Regions from separate parts of the Mus musculus genome. Here regions 2, 3 and 4 are each linked to region 1. A link is a contact called in public HiChIP or PLAC-seq data. All regions are on one chromosome and are shown on one strand. Each heading gives the region's core, a stretch centred on a gene start, on an enhancer-like site or on the middle of the called end of the contact. The rest is flanking DNA. Distances are from core to core; before and after follow the strand shown.

Region 1 (3,011 bases), core at 346-2,845:
ATGTGGCTATGACCACTTTAGAAAGTTAAGCAAAATACCACGACACTGGTGACCCTTGGAAGAAGTCTTGCTAAGCGAAATAATCTCTACGGGGGGGGGGGGGGGGGAAGAAAAATATTTGCTGTGACTCCGTCTACACTTAGAGAAAGCGCAGCAGTGGTTACCTGAGGCTGGTGGGGAGGTGAGAGGGGAGGGTTTAGTTTCACCACAGGAAGAAGACTGTTCTGGAAACAGCAAGCAACAAGGGTCACACAACAGTATAGGGTGGAATGCCGCCGAACTGCATACATAAACATGGTTAACGTGGTAAGCTTTGTTATGAGTAGTTTATCACGAAAATAGATTCAAAGCTACAGTACAGTTTAGTGCAAAGCTAACGTGGCCGCCTCCATCTGTTCTGGGATAACTCACTCTCGGGCTCAATCTCTCCCACCCCGAGCTTCCCCAATTACTCTGAGCATACCTTCACTCTTCCTTGTTCTTGGCTACTTTGTGGCCTGGCTGTGGATGTTTCTTTAAAATCGAGTGTTTGAGCAGTGGGAGCCAAGAGTTGCTAAATAAATATATTTTACCAAAGTATTGCTCCCTTCTCATGGTCCTGCTGTTTGGTTTTCCCACCTCTGTGGACTCCACACCCACAGACTCAGCCTCACGTTCTCTCTAACTAGAGATCGTGGAAACTAACCTCCCTGCTCTCTCCCTGTTCCAGGGAGGCCCGATTCGATCCCGCAGCCTGGAAGCAGGAGTCTGATACCATACAGCTCCCAAGGCTCTGCATTCATTATTACTCCACTTTCCCGCTGAATAATATTGCCTTCGTTACCTACCTCGCCAGAACGCACAAACAGTGAGATATCTTTCTGCTCTTCCCAGTGACTTCGACTGTGTACGCCATGCTTGTTTCAGATACAGTCAGGAGTTACTGGGGTATTTTAGGGATCACACTATCATTACCAATCAAGGGGGTGGTGGTGTGTTTTAGAAAAAGAAAGGAAGCCAGGGATGTGTTTGGTGGAGGCGAGGTATGGTGTGGGGGGAGGGGTGTGTCTCTTCAGGCCATGTAGAAGCATCCCTTTCTGCTGAGGGACAGGCCATGGTATAGAATAGAATAGTTTATTTAGGGCAGGGGGGGGGGGGAATTGAGAGAGTAGAGACAGAAAAAGGCAGAGAGAGAGAGAAATAGAGAGAGGGAGGAAGGGAGGAGGAGGGGGGGAGGAGGAAGAGGAAGAGGAGGGAAGTTGGGAGGGGAGGGGAGTAGAAACCGGCCATGAGCACATGGAGAGAAAGTGGGGAGAGGAAAGGGGAAAGAGGAGGAAGAGGGTACGGGATCAAAAGCAAGAGGAGAAGAGCAAGAGAGGGGGTGGGCAAGCAGCCCCTTTTATGGTGAGTCAGGCATACCTGGCTGTTACCAGGTAACTATGGGGCAGAGCCTAGAGGAAATGTCTACAGGTGGTAGTTTTTAAGTTAACCACAAAACCTCTTCAAATGCAAATGTATCACTTTTTCTTTTGTTTACCTGAGTTCTAACAAACTGTATGTGCACTGTTCTGGGAATCCATGAGTCCCAGGGCAGAAACGTCAAGATGTGTAAGACCCAGAAACGTCATCTAATGCAAATTTGAGCATGCCCGCTCACTGTACTGAAAGTGTCCACAATGACATCATCTGAGTACCATTCTTTAACCCCATGATTCACATACCTGCCCCTGAGGCAGCTTCGTAAATATCCCCAGCAAGGAAGTGCACCGTGGGCTCCCTAGACCGGGTCATACCATTGATCACCGTTTTGGAAACGAAGTGAACTCCTCCGGCCCAAATCTTCCGGGACTGGAATCCATTATGATAACACATTGGAATGCCACCGCCCAATTAAAGGAAATGCGGTTTCCTCAAAGAAACTTCTCAGAATTGGAGCAGGATGGATGTAATATGAACCCAGTGCTTCCTGTAGTATCAAAAAGCTTAGTCAAAGGGACAGGAGCACAACAGAGGAGCACAGAAGTCCACCTGAGAGGGCTTGCAGTGGCTAAGGCTGGGCTAATTAGGGTGGTAACAGAGACAGCAATTCAGTAGGTTATCAGCCGGTATTTAAATAATTACCTGTGAGCTCATAGTGTTATAAGTGAATAGGTAGGGAAAGGCAGAGTGAATTCCACTTGGTAAATTCTTGGTCTTCCAGGAAGGTGGAGGTTAATTCCCCCCGCAGGCCCCCTCCTGCTTCAGTGGCCTGTTTCCAGAGAATGTAACCAGAAGCATTGAGACTTCACTAAGAAGAAATCTGGCAAGCAACAGGGGAGACTCACATCATCAACACGAGCTTGTTGGATGCCCGTATACCTGAGAGGCTGTGAGGGAAGGTGCTTCTTTCTAGAACGTTCTAATCACAAAAAGATCAGGTATCCCCAGTTCAGAGGACTTTTCTACAAAAGACCTATCCAGCTCAGTGCCTCACAGACAAGCTAGGAACCAGGACAGACCAATGGACAGGACAACTTACCATAATGCCATGTTCCAGCTTGGGTCTTAGGATAGAAAAAAAAAAAAAAAAAAAGGTATTGCTGGGGGGTGGGGGGAGTGGCGAAAAACAAAGACAAAAACAACAACAAACCTAGTGAAATCTAGATCTGAAATTTAGTTAATTGTGACAGGGTTTCTCTGTAGAGCCCTGGCTGTCCTGGAACTCACTCTGTAGAGCAGGTTGGCCTCAAACTCAGAAATCTGCCTGCCTCTGCCTCCCAACTGCTGGGATTAAAGGCATGCGCCACCACTGCCCAGCTATGGCTTGCACACTTAAAGGACTTTTAATCCCAGCACTTGGCAGGCAGATTTCTGAGTTCCAGGACAGCCTGGTCTACTGAGTGAGTTCCAGGGCAGCCTGGGGTACACAGAGAAACCTTGTCTCAAAATACAAAACAAAACAATTAAAAAAAAAAAAAAAAAAAAAAAAAAAAAAGCATGAACTCAGAGTTCTGTGTTGCAAGGAATGTGCTCTACTCTAAACTGCGTCTTGA
Region 2 (3,011 bases), core at 336-2,835, 410 kb after region 1:
CATTGTTCCCCCACTGTTATCGATACACAGACCCTGCTTTTCCTTTCATTTTCCAAGAGCCAGTCTTTCCTGTTGCTTCCTGCTGCTGGGTAGCAAAGCCTCAGGGCTGAGCCTTTGTCCCAGCTGAGGCTGTGCTAGTAAGCTGGCTTCACTTCACACAGTCTCCTTATTGGACGAGATGCAATGGGTTTTCTGGAATGTGTGCTGGAAGTTCATTTTTTGGGAGGGACTCTTCCTTTGGATTGCCAATTCCTGTGTGTTCAGTGCTGATGTACAGGAGGGACTGCCTTCTGCTTGCTGTTAATGTTTGTAGTTATCTGGAACTAACTATCAAGTGATAGTTTTAAAAATACTTAGGCTTGGCAGTATCCCAGAGGCAATCAGAGCTCTGTGAGTTCAAGGCCAGCCTGGTGTATATAAGGAGTTCAAGGCCAGGATGGACTGTATCAAGTGACCGTGTCTCAAAAACAAAACAAAACAAAACCAAAAAATACCCCCGCTTAATGTTTAGCATGTTTAATTTTTCTTATGGACTATAGAGCTATTTTTAAAACAACAATAACACTAACTTGCTTCTGAATGATGTCTTGTGAGGAAAAATGTTCATCTGGTCACCCAGTCACTATCTAGTTCAGAGTTGAATGATTTTGAATCATTTGAATGAATTTGGGAATACATTTGTTTGTTTGTTTGTTTGTTTGTTTTCTTTTTTCCTGTTTGGTACTTGAATATCAGCCGATGCATTAAACAGTACAAGAATGGTTTACTACTGCCTGTTTTATCAAAATTATGTCGTGAAAGTGCATCTTTTCAAAATAGATGTGTTGTGTTCATGGAAGCGAACTCATTTTCAACCAAGCACAGAGCAGGTTTGTGGCAGTTTGCCCTCCCCGGTGTCTGGGTAGCCTAGGGAGTTAGAGCTGGATTGAGAATTACAGGATCCCCGAGTAGATAAGGTGACCGTGGATAAGTTATCTTTGGATAGTAACTGAAAGAGATGAAGCATGGTGCAGAGCTAGAGAGCCTCTTGTGAGGTGAGCCACATGCAGTTCTAGACCGTGAGATAGCAGTGAGAAAGAAGAGAGACAGCCCCAGGCCCAGGCCCAGGCCCAGTGTCCATTTAGCCCTAAACATAACATTCATCTGTCTTTCTATCAGTTTGCTGTCCGTCCATCCATCCATCTATCTATCCATCATGTATAGTGTGTAGGTCTACACATGCCACATGCCACAGCACCAAATGGAGGTCTGAGGAGAGGTCACAGGGATCTCTCCTCCAACCGACATGTGACTTCCCAGGGTCCTCATGTCTGACAAGTGTCCTTTTGTGCAGATCACTCTCTCTACCCCAGCATAACACATAAACATTATCCCCAGTCTGTTGATTTAAAAATAAGTATATATTTGCTATCATATCTTACCCAAACATCTTTTCCCCCTTCCCCTCTCTGTCCAGCACAGTTTTATGATGAATTCACGGTTGTGGTAAAGTAAGCTGCTAACTTCCTCCCAGTGTTCCCTGAGCACATGGAGTTAGTTACTCAGCGGCTCTCCTGGAGCCTCTGGGAAGGGATGATGTCAGCATCCTTGAGGCTTTGAGTCATTTCATGGGCAGAACGATCTGCTGGCAAGATCCATTTTAGGTATCAGACAGTGAATCACGGTTTGTCATCTTCCAGAGCGGCAGAATTCTACAGAATTCTTAGTGGCTGACGGGTGTCTGCATATAATCACTTCAGTCAGATCTGATGGGGTAAGTGGCACTTGGGTGAGCACAGTGCTAGGAATGGCTCCCTCAGGAGGGATCTGTGTCCTCCAAGAGCTTCTAGGATAAGAAGACAACCCTAGGCACGTCTAGAGTCTGTCTAGATTAGATAGCTGTCCACACAACGGGAATGTAGCCTGATAATGACAATGGAGAGAGCTTAGACTTGAGCTCTCCTGCCTCCTGGCTCTTGAGCACTGCTTGGAGAGGTGACGTGAGGATCCGGGAGACTGGGTGCTCAGATTCTCACAGGAGGTCATGTTTGCTGCCACCGCCCTCCCTCTGCAGCTGCAAACCCTGTAGGAGGCTTGGGCCTGGGTGGGTGGGTGTGGGGGTGATGAATAAGATCAGATTTAGGAGTTTAAAAGATCTGGGAGGCAGCTCTTCGGAGGTGGAGAGCCCAGGAGAGCAGCTGGTTGGCTCTACACCCCAGTGCCGAAGTACATACAGTACCTCACTTGCATATCGGGTTCAGCGTTCCAGCGTTATTAACTTGCTTCTCCAGAGATGAAAAGCGATGAACTAAATGCAGTAAGTGTTTAAAAATAATAGACCCAAAGGTCGCGTGCCTACATTCTTCTGTCTTAGCTGTGACCACAGGCCAGACTCTTTTTTCAGCTCATGACTGTAAGGAGGCCAAGTTTAGCCAGCCTCATTGTCTTCTAGGCCTGTGATACTGTGCCCTTCATGCGCAATTGAGTAGTGCGGAGAATGATATAGTCACGTGGCGCCAGGGTTCTGGTTGTTCCTGGGAAGCCAACGGTGCTGTCCACCCCTAAGTGAATGAACAATGTCATTTTGATGGAGAAAGGGAGTGTTAGGAGGGCAGGGGCAGATTTTCCTTCCTTCCTTTCTTCCTTCCTTCCTTCCTTCCTTCCTTCCTTCCTTCCTTCTTTTTGTTGTTATTGAGATAGGGTTTCACTGTGTGTCCCTTGCTGTCCTGGAACTCCTTAGACAAGGCTGGCCTCTGGAACTCAGAGATCCACCTGCCTCTGATGGAATCAAAGGCATGTGCCAAGACCGCTTAGTTCAAGATGGCAGGTTTTTAATCTTCAAGGGAGGGGGTGTTCTTTGTAATGTCTCTAAAGTTTGCAGCAGGTAGAGAAATATTATGGGGCAACCCATCACAGAGACAGAATTTTCTGTAACTTTTCAGTTCCATTAATCTGTTCACATTTCACATAACAATAAAAAGCATTTTATTAACCTCTAGCTACAGATTGCCAAGCCTGTGAGGCGAGAAGTT
Region 3 (3,011 bases), core at 377-2,876, 370 kb after region 1:
GTAAGCTACCGGGAGAGATTTATGAGCAACATCCTGTTCTGGAATCATTGCTGGGGACAGCAGAGGGGGAGCAACTGCTACATTAATCAGGAAGGCAGCTCTGGAATGGATGTCGGCCACTGGAGAATCTGAGGTTGATCCCCCCTGGTGGTTGGTAGTCTGTGTACCACATGGCTGAGGACACACTTTGGGTCCAGCTCTTGAGTCCACACAGGTGTTGGTGCTGGTTAGGTGGGTCCATTTCCCTAAGGAGAAAACAGAGCTGAGTAAGATAAAGACAGATGCTACTGTGGCCAGAGCCAGAGTATAGTCTTATAATTGCTTCCAGAATTGTAAAGAAAAAGAGAGGTGAGCCATTTGGGAGGGAGGAGGAGGAGATCATGTGTGTTGTGCTGGGTCTGATATGGGACCATGGTCACCTGCTTTGTTCCTCCCATAGTTTGCAGTATCTCTGACTCAGCCATAGCGTGTGTGTGAAACCTAACATCTTGATGGGAGGGTGAAGTCTTGGCCTAAGTCATCCTTCCTTCAGTGAAAGACAGATCAGTCCTTCAGCAGAAGAGTGGATTCTGGGAACATGGCTCAGCAGTTGAGAACACTCGCTGCTCTTTCAGAATCAAGAGTTCGGTTCCCAGAGCCCACACCAGGTCATAACTGCCTGGAACACCAACTCCAAAAGGATGCACCATCTCCGGCCTCCATAGACTGCACTCACGCAGGCAAACAGTCATGCATACATGGGTTCTTTTCCTTTAAAAGGGGCTATGGTTAGAATGTAGCTGGGTTAGCAGAGTGCCTGTCTCAAATGCACACAGCCCTGAGTTTCATTCCTAACATTGTATAAACTGGGTGTGGTGGTTCTCCTGGGGTGGTAGCAGGAGCCACAGGCCATTCTCTGCTAGTTCTGGGCTGGCCTGGGATTCCTGGGGTTCTTATAGGTAAATATTTAAGATCACACCCTGTGCTTGAAAGTCTACAAATTGAAAATGAAAGGATCCTATTTTTTACCAGAAACAAGATAATTTTTATCCACCAGGTGTGATGATGCACCCTTTTAAACACTGCATCCAGGAGGCAGAGGCAGGGGGAATCTATGAAAATAAGTTTCAGGATAGCCAGGGCTACACTGGGAAATTTTATCTTGAAAAACAAGCAAAACAAATATTATTTCATTCTAGATAAACGTGTGGGTTTGGGAGTAGAGTCATTCAAGTTGTTCAATATAATAACCCCTCCCCCATTTATATATTCAAAGTCAATAATTGTATGTTTTTAAGCTGTGGCTAGAGATTTGCTTCATAGGTAAATTTATGATGCTACTCAACTAAATATTATTACACTGGGTTCCATTTCCAGTGCCAAGTGCACATCTATACATCAACATGTGCGCACACATTCACAGATGTTATTTAATAAATGTCAAAGGCTAAGTGGTTATTCTTCTACTCCCTTTAGAAAATGGGAATGTTATTCAGTTACTGTATTGTCACTGATAAAACCCCAAAGGAGAAGCTTGTTTCAGCTCTTGATCGCAGAGGTTTCACCGCATGGTGGTTTGACCCTTATGACAGTCATGGTTGGTTCATTATGTACACATAGGAGACTTACTCACCCCATGTTGGCTGGAAATCCAACAGAGGGGGTGAGGGAGAGGCAGATGGAGACTTGATCCAATATCCCCTTTAAGGGCACACCCAGGGACCTTCCCAACTTTAGGTCCCATTTCGTAAAAGTGCTACCACCTCTCAGTAGCTCTGCAGGTGGGGTAGAGTGTCACATGGGCAAGGAAGCAGCAAACTGTGAGACTAGAGATCGCATTGAGGAAGGGACCCCAGGTCCCTGGGCCCAGGGTTGGTAGGGCATCGAGGGTCTGTAGGAGAATTGTTAACAGGACATGGAGGCCACTAGATTGATTCCAGAGAGGCAACATGTCTGAGCATGCCTTGGCTGTCTTAGGCCGTGGGGAAACCCCCTTTCAGTGTATGGGAGTCATACTTCCCTCTGACTTTACAGAGAAAACAGAAGTAGAAGAAGGAAACCATTCCAGGGTTGGGGCTGGTTCTGTGTTCCCGGAGGTCACTCTTGTGTTTTGTAAAAGGGTGGGAAAGAGCACCTTAGCAGCCTGGCCAAGGTGTTCTAAGGAATGACCACCATGCTGGAAGCTTATTGGGGGAGTGGAAGGGGAGTTGGAAAACAGGCAGAACCAGAGAAATGTAAGGGGGTGGGTACAGAGAAGGACAGAAAGAGAGAGAGAGAAGAAAAGAACATCTGGAAATATGTGGGAACAAAGAGAGAGAGAGAGAGAGAGAGAGAGAGAGAGAGAGAGAGAGAGACAGACATAGATTTAGAAGAACAGTCTTCTTTTATGCCTAACTTGTGGCTAGAACCTGGTAGTCAGAGAGGCAAGCCGTTGCTAGGTAACTAATGAGCAGAGTCTAGAGGAATTGCCAACATTCCTCCATTTTTGTTTAATTAAAAATGAAATAGGGGCTGGAGAGATGGCTCAACAGTTAAGAAGAAAACTGATCTTGGGGGCTGGAGAGATGGCTCAGTGGTTAAGAGCACCGACTGCTCTTCCAAAGGTCCGGAGTTCAAATCCCAGCAACCACATGGTGGCTCACAATCATCCATAATGAGATCTGACACCCACTTCTGGTGCATCTGAAGACAACTACAGTGTACTTAGATATAATAATAAATAAATCTTAAAAAAAAAAAAAAGAAAGAAAGAAAACCGATCTTTCAGAGGTCTTGAGTTCAATTCCCAGCAACCACATTGGTGGTTCACAACCATCTGTAATGGGATCTGATGCCCTCTTCAGGCACACAGCTGTACATTCAGGCCGGGCACTCATATACATAAAATAAACTACAAAGGGGTGATTGGTGGGGCAGGAATGGAGTGTGCTCTTTAATTGTTTCCTGCTGATTTTGGGGCAACAGTTGTCTTAGGGAAACCTAAGAAAATTGGAATGTTGGTTAAATCCTGGAAGAGAGTTGGCTGTTTCATT
Region 4 (3,011 bases), core at 368-2,867, 330 kb after region 1:
CTGAGTTCAGGGCCAGCCTGGTCTACAGAGCCAGCTGCAGGACAGTCAGGGCTACACAAAAAAAACAAATAAAAGACAAAATTAATTTATATTTGCGTGGGATGGCATACCTCGAAGACATCACTCTTAAGGCTGCAGAAGTGTGTTAGCTGCTGCTTTAGTTGTTTTGGCTTTGAGACAAGATCTTCTTCTTCTTCTTCTTCTTCTTCTTCTTCTTCTTCATCTTCTTCATCTTCCTCCTCCTCCTCCTCCTCCTCCTCCTCCTCCTCCTCCTCCTCCTCCTCCTCCAAGCGGGAGCTGCCATGTGGTTGTTGGGGATTAAACTCCATACCTCTAAAAAGAACAGCCAGTGCTCTTAACCACTGAGCCATCTCGACAGCCCTAAGAACAGGATCTTACTGTGTAACCCTGGCTGGCCCGGAATGGCTTTTTGTTTTATTAATGACTATCTGTGTGTGCATATATGTGGTATATATGCATGTATAGATGTGAGTGTGAGCACCTGCATGTGTTCATATACAGGCCAGAAGAGGATATCAAGTGTCCTATTCTACTACTCCCTGCCTTATTCCCTGGAGGCCAGGGTCTACCCCTGACTCTGGAGCTAGGCTGGCGTCTGACAGGCTCGAGCAGCCCTTTTGTCTGTATCCCTCACAGGGCTGGGATCACAGCACCGCTGAGTCCACGCTTGGCTTTTCTTGAGTTCGAGGGATTTGAAAGTTGGTCTTCATCCTTGTTCATTAATCCACCTTACCCACTAAGCCATCTCCACCCCCATCCTCACTCCCATTTTTTAAGATCGGGTTTCGTGTAGCTGGCCACAAACTCTGTACGTAGGCGAGGATGACATTGGATTTCTGATTATCAGCCTTTAACCCCAAGTACAGCCCTGGGCTACCATGTCTGGCAAGTGAACCATGGACCTGGTGCATGCTAGGTAAGAACTCTATCACAAAGCTGAGCTGTGCCTGCAGCCCTCTGCAGCACCCCACAGCCCCTGCAGCCCTCCCCGCAGCCCTCTGCAGCCCCCCGACCCCCCTGCAGCCCCTGCAGCCCTCCCTGTAGTCCCTGAAGCCCTCCCGGCAACCCTCCCCAACCCTCTGCAGCCCCTGCAGCCCCTACCCCCCATCCCCTCAACTCATTGTGTTTACGTTGTATCATTGCAGAATTGACTATGGCCAGGGTTGCTAATAGGAGCTCCTCTTTCTCAGGCTTCAGGACAGCTCTCCTTTAGTAGTATTCTCCAGGGAAGAAAGTCAGCTGATGTTCTGAAATTAACTGGCCCATTTTAAATATGACTAAGTGTTTTTTTTTTTTTTTTGATAGAGTGACTTTTTCCTACTGAAAGAGCTTTGTGACAAGCAGAGCCTGAAGGGAGCTAACATTATGAAATACCTTGTTCACTCCTGATACTTCTTGAATAGAAAGCATCTTCTGTGTGCCAGACAGTGATCTAAGCATGACATTGGGGTAAAACCCTGATCCTCCAAGAACAATCAGGTACACTCCCAGGGAGCATGTCTGTGCTTACTTCCCGTGACCTACCGCGCACACCTAATTGTAGCTCTCAGTTGAGTTCGTTTTCCCCTTTAAAGTCAGGAAATTGGGCTGAAGTTGAATAACTCTCCTCTGACTCAAAGCCTGGTGCACTTTCTAGCATGGTACACTCTGTTGGCTATGTTGATATGTGGTTTCCTGTTTTTCAAGAATTACAGCTTGACTTAAAATATAAATAGTATTTCTCCTTGGCTAAGTAATTCTCATCACAACTATGGTGTAAGCATTTTCTTCTAGCATCCCAGATATATATTTATATGTCCACAATATATACTATGCACATGGAAAACATTAAGTCAACCCATTTAACAGACAAGTTGTATTGATCTGTACCGAGGATCTTAGCTAGACCAGTAGTACAGATTTGTAACTCCAGATGTTCAGAAAACAGAGACAGGAGGATCACAAGTTCAAAGGTAAGAGCTGGAGAGATGGTTTAGTGGTTATGAGCACTGACTGATCTCACAAATGACCCAGGTTCAATTACTAGCTCCCACGTGGTTGCTTACAATGCAGTTTCAGGGGATCCAAAACCCTTTTCTGGCCTCCGAGGACATGGCAAGGACACCTGCACAGACACACGCATGCAAAGCAAATACACACATAAAATAAAAACTAATTGGATCTCAAAAAAAGAGAGACAAGTTTAAGGGTAGCCTTACCAAGTTACTTGTTAAGACTTTTATTATTATTATTATTATTATTTATTATTATACTGCTAGGCATTGTGGTACAGATCTTTAATCTCAGGACTTGAGAGCCATAGGCAGATGAGTCCTTGTGAGTTCAAAGCCAGCCTGGACTATATAGTGAGATCCTGTCTTATGAAAACCACACAAATAATAAATCAAACAAAAAGGGCTGAGTATATAGTATTGTAAAAGATGAGGCCACTTTCCTGGAGTTGTGGAGTAGAGACAGGCTTCCTGCCTACCTACTTATCAAGTAAGAGACCTAGTCTCGAAAACAAGGTGGATGACTCCTGAGGGACCACTCCCAAAGGTATCCTCTGGCCTCTGCACCTTACAAACTGCCTTTTTTTTTTTTTTTCTTTTGTTTTTTTGAGACAGGGTTTCTCTGTGTAGCCCTGGCTGTTCTGGAACTCACTCCATAGACCAGGCTGGCCTCGAACTCAGAAATCCGCCCGCCTCTGCCTCCCAAGTGCTGGGATTAAAGGCGTGCACCACCACTGCCCGACTATAAACTGCCTTCTTTAATTTAGAAAAAAACCCTTTCGAGAATTTATGGAAGCTGTATTTGTGGGTTTCAAGAATTCATGCCTTGTAAAGTCCTCCTCCCCATACCATTGCCTACAGCCTGGGAGATAAGTTGGGTGTGTGTGTGTTGATGCAGTCATTTAGGTGTTACATACTTCAGAGCCACAGATGTCCCCATTAGTGCCACAGTCACTGTTTCTGGTCTGTCTGCGAATGCTGGTGCAGAATTTGCATTTG

What was found. HiChIP or PLAC-seq counts read pairs in DNA pulled down with a chosen protein or histone mark.
Region 2: a contact with region 1 is called in an HNF4G HiChIP or PLAC-seq map of pancreatic cancer cells. The contact joins two enhancer-like sites. A contact is called at or near these places in 2 of 484 Hi-C or Micro-C datasets (CD4 T cells and nephron progenitors), 9 of 115 datasets of contacts at active chromatin or transcription factors (differentiating embryonic stem cells, embryonic basal ganglia, embryonic limb bud and 6 more) and 1 of 9 other capture datasets (embryonic stem cells).
Region 3: a contact with region 1 is called in a FOXA1 HiChIP or PLAC-seq map of pancreatic cancer cells. The contact joins two enhancer-like sites. A contact is called at or near these places in 2 of 484 Hi-C or Micro-C datasets (cerebral cortex and cortical neurons) and 5 of 115 datasets of contacts at active chromatin or transcription factors (bone marrow-derived dendritic cells, differentiating embryonic stem cells, embryonic hindbrain and 2 more).
Region 4: a contact with region 1 is called in a FOXA1 HiChIP or PLAC-seq map of pancreatic cancer cells. The contact joins two enhancer-like sites. A contact is called at or near these places in 2 of 39 promoter capture datasets (cranial neural crest and second pharyngeal arch cranial neural crest) and 8 of 115 datasets of contacts at active chromatin or transcription factors (bone marrow-derived macrophages, effector CD8 T cells, embryonic basal ganglia and 5 more).

The regions. Positions count from the first base shown.
Region 1 is chr5:103,365,691-103,368,701 of GRCm38.p6, forward strand. No RefSeq gene overlaps it. Among named protein-coding and RNA genes, the nearest start is that of Gm30443, 7.2 kb to the left of the region's middle. Within about 2 kb of position 1,596, at least 53 of the 459 cell types and tissues checked have an H3K27ac peak or open chromatin away from gene starts, as enhancers often do. A contact at or near this core is called in pancreatic cancer cells, where this site is marked.
Region 2 is chr5:103,773,291-103,776,301 of GRCm38.p6, forward strand. All of the region lies in intron 1 of Aff1 (AF4/FMR2 family, member 1), which reads left to right. Among named protein-coding and RNA genes, the nearest start is that of Aff1, 21 kb to the left of the region's middle. Within about 2 kb of position 1,586, at least 209 of the 459 cell types and tissues checked have an H3K27ac peak or open chromatin away from gene starts, as enhancers often do. A contact at or near this core is called in pancreatic cancer cells, where this site is marked.
Region 3 is chr5:103,730,840-103,733,850 of GRCm38.p6, forward strand. It overlaps a transcript of Aff1 not described here. Among named protein-coding and RNA genes, the nearest start is that of Aff1, 22 kb to the right of the region's middle. Within about 2 kb of position 1,627, at least 61 of the 459 cell types and tissues checked have an H3K27ac peak or open chromatin away from gene starts, as enhancers often do. A contact at or near this core is called in pancreatic cancer cells, where this site is marked.
Region 4 is chr5:103,696,739-103,699,749 of GRCm38.p6, forward strand. It overlaps a transcript of Aff1 not described here. Among named protein-coding and RNA genes, the nearest start is that of Gm25721, 40 kb to the left of the region's middle. Within about 2 kb of position 1,618, at least 67 of the 459 cell types and tissues checked have an H3K27ac peak or open chromatin away from gene starts, as enhancers often do. A contact at or near this core is called in pancreatic cancer cells, where this site is marked.